2 separate regions of the Sus scrofa genome follow, and region 2 is linked to region 1. A link is a contact called in public Hi-C data. All regions are on one chromosome and are shown on one strand. Each heading gives the region's core, a stretch centred on a gene start, on an enhancer-like site or on the middle of the called end of the contact. The rest is flanking DNA. Distances are from core to core; before and after follow the strand shown. Region 1 holds the start of SCUBE2 (signal peptide, CUB and EGF-like domain-containing protein 2). Region 2 overlaps SCUBE2 (signal peptide, CUB and EGF-like domain-containing protein 2).

Region 1 (6,126 bases), core at 1,669-4,168:
GGACAGGAACTCCAATCATTAATTATTTTAAACTAAATAGTAGACTTTTCATTCTAAACTGTTAGCAATTCAATTTCACTTGTGTTAAGTCAAACCCAACAGCTAAGACTAACCAAACTTGCCACCTGTTTTTTTGGGTTTTTTGCCTTTTTGTCTTTTCTAGAGCCACTCCCGTGGCATACAGAGGTTCCCAGACTAGGGGTCTAATCAGAGCTGTCGCCGCCAGTTTACACCACAGCCACAGCAACACGGGATCCGAGCCGCAGCTGCGACCTACACCACAGCTCACGGCAATGCCAGATCCTTAACGCACTGAGCAAGGCCAGGAGTCGAACCCGAAACCTCAGGGTTCCTGGTCGGATTCGTTAACCACTGCGCCACCACGGGAGCTCCTCAACTTGCCACCTGTCATTCAATATTATTCACTAACTATGTACTTTACCCCAAAGAGGCCGTGGCTTGGTGTTCTCCCCCGAGAGCGTGCAGTGACTGGAGGTGACAAAGGGAACTCTGTTTTCCCCGAGCAGGGTCCCCACCTGTGCGAATCCCAGCACCGAGAGCGGAGCCTTCGACACGGTCAGGGGGCGGCACGGAGGGACTGGCAGAGACACGGCTCTGAGAGAGGGAGCCCTTTGGCCTCGCAAGATGCCGAGCAGACGAACCTGACCGGGAACCTGAGCGGGACACGCCTCCCCGGAGGGGAGAGGAAGCTTTGCTCCTGGTGCACAAAGGAGACTGCAGACACGAGGATTCCTCACCCCACCAAAGGGGGGCCCGGGAGACGGAGGGAATGGGAGACGCGGGGCTGGGGACCGAGCTAGGCTGGGATCTGACCTTCTTTCGCCCGCAGGCCACCTGTGCGAGCGTGCCCACAAAGCCTTTCCCAATCCCTGCGCGCCTCCGTGTCCCCATCGGTCGAATGAGAGATGGGACTGGCTCAGAGCGCCCCGGAGAGCCCTGCCAGCTCCCACATCCACGGGTTCCATGCCCCCGAGCAGCCCCTCCTATGAGAGTCCAGCCTGTGGCCCGTTCTCAACCTCAGAGTTCCTGAGAGGGGGCCGACCCCCAGGGGCCCAGAGCACAAAACGGCCGAGTCCAGACTTGAGGATCTCAGACCTGGAGCCCCAAGGACTGAAAACATCCCTCTGCACACGTCTTTCCAGGGCAAACCTGCAGCTCCAAATGAGGCAGGTTCTTGGCGTCGGTCCAAAGCCTGGCAGGTCACAATGCCAAACTGGAAAAGTCATGGAAAGACAGCCGCCGGAGCCTCACGCGAGAGCAGGCCCTGGCACTCCAGCTCCGGAGTGAAAGTGCCAGCTGCCTCAGGGAGGCGCCAGGCCAGCCTTGCTCTGGTGGCATGGCTCTCCCGACCAACAAGGCTGCTGACCTTCTGCCCCCTAAGCTGAGTGACTCGGGACCAAAAGATACGAACGTGCCTTTCGTTGTTGTTGTTGCTTTTAGAAGCTAGACAAAAGGACAATGCAGAAGCAGATAAAACAGTATGACCAGCCCTCAGGAAGACCCGATGTTCCCTGTCTCTTAAGGATCTGAAATGCGCTGCAGGGAGGGGCTGATGTGCTGGGGGGGGGCAGAGCAGCACTTTCACCAACATGAGCGGCCAGTGCAAGAGCTAAGGAAGCTTCCGCCGCTGGCGCCCCTCTGCTGGTCCCCAAGTCACTTACCCTCACACCGCCTGCCCTCCCCCTGGTAGCCAGGCCCACAGGAGCACTTGTGGGAGGTGGGTGTGTTCTGACACAGGGCATTGGTGTGGCAATCGTCCACCCCCTGGGCATACCCGTCCACATCTGCAAAACAGCACGGCAGCTCCTGGTAGGGTGTCCTAAGCCCTGGGTGGCCTGGCCCTGACCCCTTCCTGGCAACACCAGCTAAACCGCTTGGGAGCTCCTGGGATGAGCCTCCAGGCCCGGTTTCCAGGCACACCCTGCGCCCTCTGCCCAGGGTGCCCTCTGCCTGGGATGCCCTCTACAATGGCCTTCAGGACTCTGCTCAGACCCACCTCACCTAGGAAGCCTGTCATGACCCGGGAGTGTCAGAAGGCGACCCCTAAGATGTGTCACATATCACACCACCACTTTTCCTGCCTGTCTCCTGGGCTAGACGGCGTCCCGGGACCACAGCGCGGATCTGAGTCCCTGCGGCCTAGGCCAGCGCCTGGCACGTGAGCAGGCGGGGCAAGGGCCCGGCGGGGGAGAGTTGGAGCGGGCACAAGCGCTCTGAGAACAGAGCCGCTCTGCCAGCTTCCTCCGGGTTGGGGTCTGAGGCAACCCTCTGGCTCTGGGCTGGCACACACCCCAGACGCGCCGGGCCCCGGGAGAAGCGCTTCCCGGGCTGAGAGCGCTCCGGGGGCTCCTTCAAAACAAAAGCGTTTTGAAAGTATTTTGATTCCAGTTTGGGTGCAGAACGGGGTCTCGGCCTGTCAAACAGCGGCTGTTGCGCAGGGAGAAAACTCCCCGGGGCGGACGCGAGGCCCGCGGGCCACCTCTGGGCCGCGATGCCGGGGGCGCAGCTGCCTGGACCTCGCGCGGGCCGCGGCCGAGCCCTCGGTTCCCCGCCTCCGCCCGCGGCCGCCCGGCCCGCTCCCCGCGCAGACCGCTAGCGCGCCGGGGGCACGGCCATCGGGGCCGGGGCCGAGGCCGGCCGTGTCCCCAGGCCCCGGGCCTCAAGCCCGTGCGGGGGCGCCGCCTCGGCCCGGCCTGCGGGAGAGCCCCGGGCGAGCAGGACACGCGGAACCCTGCCGCCGCCCCCGCCCCGCGCCAGGTGCGCCCCGCGGCGGGACACTCACCCTCCTCCGGCGGCCCGGGGCCGGCCGCCCGCAGCAGCAGCAGCAGCGGCAGCGACAGCAGCAGCGGCAGCAGCGCCCGCGCCGCGCCCCCGCGGCGGCGGCCTGCGCCCCCCATGGCCCGCGCGGCGGCCCGGAGAAGAGGCGGCGGCGGCGCGGAGAGGTGAGGGCGGCCTGCCGGCCCCCCGCCCCCGCCCCCGCTTCGCACGGACCTCCCCCGCGCCCTCCCGCCCCCGCTCGGCCGAGGGGCGCGGCCGCGGGGCCCGGGCGGGGGCGGGCTCGCCGGGTGCCCCGGGCCCTCGCGCAGGCCCCGCAGCCTGCCGCGCCCCGGGCCCTCGCCCAACCTGTGCGGGGTCCTCCGGCTTGGCCCGGCTCCTCTCGGGAGGACAAACGGCGCTTCTGGCCTGAAGTAGGCGGACACGGGGAGCCCAGCAAGTGTCCTAGAGTCCCCAGATCCCAAAGCCACCTGCAAGGCTTACCTGCCTTTAGTGTGGATGGAATGAGAGCGACCGCAGACTTCAGAGTTGCTTCTCTGCTCCCCTGGCACACCCTGTCTGCCCCTTCCCCATCCTGCCCATCCCAGGCCCCCTTGCACCCCCTGCCCCCCAGTCCTCCCAGGACGGCAGTCCTCTTGTCCTAGCCTGGGGTTCGATGTCTCTTCAGAGCAGCCTAAAAGGCGAAGGGAAAGGAAGCGGGAGGTCGAGGGTGAGGCACCAGGGACAGGAGACCACCCCACTTTGCCTGGGGCACAGGTGGCACAGGTGGCACCAGCTGGACTTGTAAACCTCAGGTCAGCCCAGCTGCAGATACCGGCAGCCACCTGGGTCTGCGAGCAAGGCACCTTTACAAGGAAACACACCTACACAGGGGCACAGGTGACCAGAGCCGCCCCCCCAACCCCCAGCATCAGCCTCTCCCCAGGTAGCAGCAATTCCAAGGTGCGACAATCCACCGTACTCAGGGGTTTGCCTGTGCTTTGAGCTTCTCTGCATTTATTAAATTTTCCCTATGACTAGGTACATCCATACAGGTGTGTGTGTGTGTGTGTATACATTCCTTTGATAATCAGAAAAAAATAAACATCACAAAAAATCCCCACCGAGCTCAGGCACAAAACCTTATCTTCCTGGGGTCCACCGCCCTCCCCGGGCCCCCAGCCCCCTGCCCTCTCCGCTGCTGCCCCGCGGGGCTGGGACTGCCTCTTCGGGTCTTCATTGCTAGCGCCGCTGCTGTCTGCTGGAGAATCTGAGAAAATAAGAACTTTGCTGTGGTTGGTTTGTTTTTGTTTTTGTTTTGACCTCTTCATCCCCAGCGAAGGCAGGCAGGTTTTTTCTTTCCCTCCTCACTCTCGCCCCCTTTTGTTTGGTGCCAAGAGACACTCAGCTATTTCTAGTCCTAAGGGTGGTTTTACACATTTGTAAATCTTCACTAGGTGAACGGTTCTCTCCGTCTTTGTCTTTGTGTCCCTAACAGTGGCCATAAATTACCACCTTCTTTTCTCTCCGCTGCATTAAGCGTCATTGCTTTTGAAATGATCAAAGTTATTTTCCTTTAAAATCCAACCCAAAAGTGCCCACTGTGTGGCACAGACCATTTTGGCTCCAGTCAAAGCATCTAAATACACAAGGCTGCCCAGTCACCTCTCTAGGCGTCTTCTCCAGCCCCTTGTGCCGGGCAAGAAACCAGACACGCTATTCTTTGCCTTCACTGGTCCCCCGAGCTTATATTTTAGTAAGGATACAAAGTAGTTCTAAGACCCAATGTTTTTTTGCCTAAGAGAGTCAGTTTTTGTTGTGTTTCCTGGAAACGTTTACAGCTGGCACAGATCTCCAAAAATGTTCGGAATCCTATTTTGTTTGCCCTAACTTCCATACAGATGTGCTTTCAGCGGGTCAGCTCCTGGATTCCTGCGCAAACCTTTCTGACGCTTCCAATCAGTCAAGATGGTTAATAACTGGGAATTTCCATGGAGGGCTCCAGGGGAAATCTGTGCTCCAACGTCAGGGACCCGCTGCAGGAGGGGCTTGGCGGGCCCAGGGCCAGCGGCTGTCCGCCCTCTATTGTCCCCCTGAGGTCCCCGCATGGTTCCTGAACCTCCCTCTTCCCGCCCCAGGCTGAGAGGCCATGAACCAGACCGGAGGGGACAGGCAGCCCAGCCTGGCCGTCGCACTGGTGGGGGCCTGGGGCCCCAGGAAGACGGCGGAAGCGGAAACCACGTGCAGCTCAGGAGGACTCTGCGTTCGCTGCCCACCTCTCAGTGCCCCACTTTTTCGACTCTTCAGCAGCCTCTGGAAACTCCCTTTAGAAATGCTCTCTCCCTTGGCTCTTGTTTCCCTGCAGCAGGCAAGCTCCTGGTTGTCCTCCTAGCTCTCAGGAAATGCCTCCTCGGTCCTCTTCTGGGGATGCTCTTTCTACATCCTGGCCCTGATGCTCGCTCATTCCCGCGTTCCCGTGAGAGAAATCTCCAGCTCGGATCTCTCCTCTCAGCTTCAGTTCTCTGTATCCAGTTGTCTACTGGATGCCTCCAGCGTGAGCTCCCTCAGATCCAAGATGTTCAAGATGAGAGTTCCCTCTGCGGCACAAAGGGATCAGCAGCATCTCTGCAGCACCAGGATGCGGGTTCCATCCCCCATCCAGCACAGAGGGTTAAGAGGATCTGGTGTTGCTGCAGGATAGGTCACAACTGCTGCTCAGCTCTGATCCCCGGCCCCGGACTCCATATGCTGTGGGGCGGCCAAAAAAGCAAACAAACAAACAGATGTTCAAAGGGCAGTTCACCTTCTCCCTCGAACCCGCCCTTCTCGAGCGCTTCCGCGCTTATATAGAGAGGCCACCAGCATTCTGCAGACACAGCTCAGACACCTGCAGTCATCCCGACTCCACTGGCTCTCTTGGCACCAGAGTCAAACCCTCTCACGATCTCCCTAAACCGCTCTCCTCCTCCAGGCGGGCATCCAGAGCCCAGGGCCCAGCGTCCCTCACCTGGCCTGTTGCTCCTCGTGGGCGCGTCCTCATCCCCCTTTCAGTATCTTCCTCGGGGGCTGCCGGAGGAAGAGGCAAACCTCCTCCCAGCAAGCCCGGCCCCTTCAGGCTCAAGTGCAAACTCCCCTGCTGCAACCACTCTGCTGAACTGCTGGGCAAAATCTACTACAGCAAAACGGACAACCTCCTTCTACGCCTACGAGGAGCTACTTCATATGTTCACCCAAAGACACATGTAACACTGTCCATGACAGCTGTATTCACACTAGCACAGAACTGCAAATAACCCATACCGTCAACTAGACGGTGCAGGGAGTTCCCATCGTGCCTCAGTGGGAATGAAT
Region 2 (5,673 bases), core at 57-2,556, 64 kb before region 1:
CATTCTGACGACTGTAGGAAACAGGATGCAGTCCGTCAGTTGTCAAACCACAGCCCTGGTCCCCAACACCGCATTGGGAACACTGCGTCTGGAATCAGGAACATCGACCTTCCAAGGTCATTGAAGCCCAACGGCAGGGGGATGTGACTGGAAACACAAGTGGATTCCATTCACGACCACTAGGTGGCGCCTGTTCTAGGCGGTGCAAAAGGGCTTGTTCCATCTTGGAGCTTCCGGCAGCCTGGCCCCAGAGCAATCAAGGTCCGGCTGGGTGGGTAGAGGGCGTGGCCAGGGCCAGCACTGCCAGGCTTGGTTTAAGGAGCCAGTGTCCTGGGAGGGGACTGGATTCCTGATTCCCAGGTGAGCTCACCCTATCTAAAACAGTAGCCCTGCCACCACCTCCGCATTCTCCCTCCTTTGTCCTTTCCTGTCTTCTCTGAGACAGTTATCACACTAGTTATTTTCTGTCTCCTCCCACTAGGATTTAAACTCCACAGGAGGATTTTGCCCGCCACAGCACGGCCCGCTCCTCCATACCCAGCACTTTGTAAACCCGAAGCAAACATGCTGCATAAATGAATGAGTTCGCAAACCTGTAACAAAAAGAATTGTCCCTGACTAAGGTCTGGAGCCCATTCTCCTAAAGAGATTGTGTGGAAACCAAGCGGGCTGAGCTGTCACCACTGCTCAGCGAAGGTGGGTTGAACGTGTACCCCTTCCATTCAGCTAGAGCAACCTGCCTGTGAATTAGGGGGTTTCACGTGCCAACCCTATTTTGATCCTGCTGTGCTCTCTGCAAGTGGTCCCGGCTGCGCAGTTAGGTCTTTCTGGCTGTCAGTCACAGGAGCAGCCTTGCAGGCCACAAGGCCCTGAGGTTGGTCTCCTGCCAGCTGATCAGGGATGCCCGAGGGAGGAGGAAAGGGCACCACAAATGCTCAGGAGCCCCTTGAGCTGGGTTCAGAGCCCCTGGAGCAGAAGGCAGAGGACGCCTCACTCGGGGCTTCTCGTTTCCTGCGGATGGACACCCAGGACCTGCACTCGGAGGCAGCTGATGGCTTACCTGGCACGAAGGCCGCAGGTAACCAGCTCCCCTCGACTTGGTGAGGAACCACTTTACTCCAGCCTCACCAGATCCCTGTACCGCCCCAAAGTGGCCGAGAGTGATGCAGACATGGGTAAGGCTCTGGGAACCCATCCTGCTGTGTGAACGGAAGCAGAGGTGCTGCCGGGCCAGTGAGAAGCATGCCTTCTGAGCGGAGGAGGAGATGGAGGCGGGCCTGGTGGAGCCCCGGGTCCCCTAGGGCCCAGCCCTCAGCCACAGCGTGGGCAGCAGCCCTGGGGCATCCTCCGGCAGACGTCTGTGCGTCTGGGCTCTATGCCATGCGGCCGCTGCCTGCCCCAAGTTTCCACATGACGATTAGAAAATCACCTGCAAACCTAAATCCAGCGCCTACAGCCGACACACTTAACAGCTCAGAGAATGACTCAGAGGAAGCCGTTTTCCGAAGTGAGGATGAGCACCCGTTAGTGTGAAAGGCGGCCATTCTCTTATCAGCACCGGCCACTCAAGGGAAAGGGGGCGAAAGCTGGAAAAGCAGCTCTTGAGTAAATGCCCGAGAACACGCCCCCAGCGGGAGGGCGTGGGGGCTGCACAGACGCGGCCCCACGGAGGATCCCAATTCGCTGCAGAACCCGCTCGCGGGGGGGGGGGGGGGGGCAAGCAAAGCTCCGCCCTCTTCCTGAGACGTAACCAGCTGCGCCGGTAGGTTCTGTCCCTGTGGCCACACGGGGAACTCAGAGTTCCCTGGTCTTTTTTTTCTTTTTTGCCATCTCTTGGGCCACTTCCACGGCATATGGAGGTTCCCAGGCTAGGGGTCGAATAGGAGGTGTAGCCACCAGTCTATGCCAGAGCCACAGCAACTCGGGATCCGAGCCGCGTCTGCCACCTACACCACAGCTCACGGCAATGCCGGATCCTTAACCCTCTGAGCAAGGCCAGGGATCGAACCCACAACCTCATGGTTCTTAGGCGGATTTGTTAACCACTGCGCCACGATGGGAACTCCCCCATGGTCTTTTTTCATCTGCGTACTTTTCCCAGGTGACCTCGATCCACCTCATTCTTCGCTCTGTGACCCTGAGATTCCGAGTCTCCCCTGAGCTCTCGCAGGACTTCGCAGAACGAGGCGCCCACCTGAAGCCTTTATCTGGGTCTCTAATAGACAGCTCGGGGCCAAAACCGAACTCACCAAACTCTTCACCTTCTCTCCTCTTCCACCGTTTCCTTATTGCACAAGAAATCCTCCAAAGCCTGGCACCTCAAAACAACAGCAATCACTGATCTAGCTCACCAGTCGGCCGTTTTGGTGCAGCTCGCAGGGACAGCTCAGCGAAGCATCAGCTGGAGAACCTGTTCCTAAGGCGTTCATTCACCCCGCTGGCAAGTTTTGCTGCTGTCACCCGGGAGTCAGCTGGGCAGTGGGGGAGGGGAGGGGTGGTTCCCCGAGGCGTGGTGTCCGAGGTCCTGGATTTCCCAGAGAGAGGAAGTGGAAATTGTCTGACCTCCTGGGGCCAGGAAGGGATAAAGCCTCACTCCTGCCATTAACAGTGGTTAAGCCATCGCAGACCCCAGGTTCAAGGGGAGGGGTGAGACACCCCCCAGCTTGCCCCGGAAGGAGCATCAGAGAGTTTGTAGACAGGTTTTTAAACCATCACAGGTCCCACACCGGCTCCTCCCAAAGCCTTGTCCATCTGCTGCCTGCTCAGGCAGCTCGGGGTCACCTTCGGTTGCTCTTTTTCCCGCCCCTCACGTCTGGACCTCAGCAAGCGCTGTTGACTCTCTCCCCAGACACGTGCAGAACCCTTCTGCTCGCTTCCTCCGCTGTGACCAGCCCGTCCCGGGCAACCTCACCTCCCACCGGATGACTGCTTGGTTGGCAGTCGTTTGAGAACTGCTCTCTGCATCCACGCCCACTTTCTGAAACCTATTCTTTGTACAGTAACCTGAGCTATCTTTTAAAAACATGAGTCAGATCATCCCACTTTTCTGTCGAAACCCCTTCCAAATGCTTCACGGTGTGTTTAGAATTAACCCCCAAGCCTGCCTTCCGGATTCCAAAGCCCACGGTGCTCCGGCTGCCGTCCAGCTCCCTGCCCGTCTCGTGCCATTTGCCTTCTTGCTCGTCTGTGGTCCAACACGTGCTTGTTCCTGTCTGATGGGAACTTGGCTTCTCTCTCTCTGGAATGTTCTTACCCCTGATTTCCCCAAAGCTGGCTCCTTCTCACAATTTATTTTTCAGCTGAAATATCATTTACCCAGAGAGACCCCCCCCCCGAGTTCCCAAACCTCAGGTAGCCAGGCAGCCATCTGTTACACTAACCTCTTTTAATTTTCAACATAGCCCTTATCTCTAGCTGATACTTTTCATATTGATTGATTCGCTGTCTGTCTCCTCCCTCCACAAACTCAAAAATGACAAGACCTTGTCTGTGTCGTCACTGTGCGTCCCTATGGCCTAGAACAGTGCCTGGCAAAAGGCAGATTACAACAACTATTTACTGACTGAGCAGGTGGCAACAGCAGCCCCCGCCACCGAGTCTTCCGACAGGACCACGGCATCTCTCAGGGTGGTTGCTGGGTATGGAGACGAGGCTCCAGGGGGGCCTCAGTGGCTCATGCACGGTTGGCTCCGGAGGGTGCTTCAGAGCCCCGGCTTCTGCGGCCTCCTTCCTGCCCCGTGCACAGCCGTCCCTAGCCTTCCTGTGAAGTCAGCAGTACGGAGTTAGTCTTAACCACTGAGCTGCCAATTCTTTGGGCAGGATGGCGCAGTTGAGCTCAGCAGCCCTCCACGTCGGTCAGGTCAGCAATGTGTCCACATTACATTGGAATGTTCACCTTGGCCAGGCTCAGGCACACAGGCCAAGTGCCGGCTTACAAATTCCAAGTACTTGTATTAAAGACTATTTTTTTTAAATGAAGACGTCAAAATTTTGAGGAAAGACAGAAATGGGTACTTAGGACCATCCAAATAAAGAATAAATATTTGATTCTGGCTTTAAAAACCATCCATGTTATTTGTAGGTTAAAAACACCACCAAGGTAAAAAGTGAATTTAACAACAAATGAGATAGTCTTTGTTTTTTTCAAAGCAGTTGTTAATCACTTTTTGGGACTTTGGTGTGCAAAAATGATCAGGCACAGAGTTTGTTGCTGAAATAAATCACGGGCTGTGTGTGGGCAGCCCGTTCATTAGGGAACCGGTAGCTTGCTTGAGAGAATTCTTTTAGTCACTACAATGAGGTTGGGTTTTTGTTTGTTTTTGTTATTGTTTTTTTTTTTTTTTTTTGGCCTGTGAATTTCAATTTTTTAAAATGCAGTCCTCAAAAGACAAAAAAAAATAAAATAAAATAAAATAAAATGCAGTGATACTGAAAAATCAAGTTCCCGGGGGAGAGAGTGATTGTGGGGCCCCGGCTGCAGAAAGCAGGCGGCCTCGCGGTGCTTAGAGGCCGGGCTCTGTGTAGCGGCTCCTGGCAGCGCCCTGACCACAAAGGGAGCCCGAGCACCCCTAGCAGTGTGCCTTGCACCCTTGGAGCCGAGTCAGCCTCTGAGCTCGGAGGAGCGGGGAGGGCAAACGCGACAGGCTGGTCTGCACGTCGCGCCTGGGCCTGGCTCGCCAACTCGGGGTGCGTGAGATCTGTTCAAGGGGACGGACGCTCATCCGCCGGGGAGGTCTCGTCGGGCCTGAGCTCCCCAGGCCCTGCCGTGGTACCCGCGGTGCGTAAAGGCGCATCTGCAGGTGTGAGAGCAGACCTCGCATTCGCTGCGAGGCGGGAGCTGGCAACAAGGAAGGCCCCCGAGGTCCAGGTCGCGAGGTCCGTGCAGGCGCTTAGCTCCGCTCTCTCAGGCTTCCCGCCTGAAGCACCTCTTAGCCATCACTGCTCAGAACTCAAGGCCTGGGACCAGACCTGGGTCACGCAGGCTGGAGAAGGCGGTGGTCTCGGGTGGGTGGATGGGGCCTGGAGCTGCTCCGCCCCAGTCCTGTTCCCTGCTGCCTGCTCGGAGCTGGAGCCTGCGTGCCGAGCCCCCCCGCCCCCCAGTTCCCTGCTGCCTGCTCACAGCCTGCGCCTGCGTGCCCGGGGACCCTTAGGGTGGGCTGCGCTGGAAGAAGCTGAAGCTCCAGGCGGGACAGCCCTTCTGCGGCCTCCTTTCCACCACGGCCCCCTCGAGGAGCCAGGACCGAGGACTGGTGAATCCCGCCTGCGCTGACTGAGTTCCAGCTCCGCCAGCCCTTGATGTATCCAGACACCTGCCTTCGGCAACAAGAAGACGGACTCAAGGTGGCTCTCGGTCTACACCCCAGGGCTGGCACAGAAAAACCAGGTTCAATTTACCAAATCATCTGTATTCTCTCTAACAACTGAACTCCAACCGGTCGCTGCTACTAGAGGCACCGTGTCCCCTCTGCTGGCGCAGAAGCGGAGGGCCGTGTCCTGCCAGCCCACAGGCCGAAGGCCGTGCCCACGGCACGTGGCAGACTCATCTGTAGGGCCGCAAAAACCTGGACACCTTGGAACGGAGCAGCCGGATGAAGGATCTCGGAAACATCTCCCGGGACTCCTGGGCTGTGTACCTGAAGTAGTTCTGGGGGTGGGCCAGGACGTCGAACAGAG

The links. Hi-C and Micro-C count contacts between places; a contact is called where the count stands out from the background.
Region 2: a contact with region 1 is called in a Hi-C map of retroperitoneal adipose tissue, with 2.1 times the contacts expected there. The contact joins the enhancer-like site here to the promoter of SCUBE2 in region 1. A contact is called at or near these places in 12 of 47 Hi-C or Micro-C datasets (embryonic fibroblasts, epiblast stem cells, heart right ventricle and 6 more) and 1 of 2 datasets of contacts at active chromatin or transcription factors (skeletal muscle).

Annotation. Positions count from the first base shown.
Region 1 is chr9:386,598-392,723 of Sscrofa11.1, reverse strand. SCUBE2 (signal peptide, CUB and EGF-like domain-containing protein 2) reads right to left here and starts at 2,918. Exons shown (of 21, transcript XM_021062256.1): 1 at 2,804-2,918; 2 at 1,683-1,805. The coding sequence starts at 2,918.
Region 2 is chr9:449,219-454,891 of Sscrofa11.1, reverse strand. It overlaps SCUBE2 (signal peptide, CUB and EGF-like domain-containing protein 2), which reads right to left. Exons shown (of 21, transcript XM_021062256.1): 21 at 1-5,673. The coding sequence ends at 5,540. Among named protein-coding and RNA genes, the nearest start is that of TMEM9B, 11 kb to the left of the region's middle. Within about 2 kb of position 1,306, at least 15 of the 83 cell types and tissues checked have an H3K27ac peak or open chromatin away from gene starts, as enhancers often do. A contact at or near this core is called in omental adipose tissue and retroperitoneal adipose tissue, where this site is marked.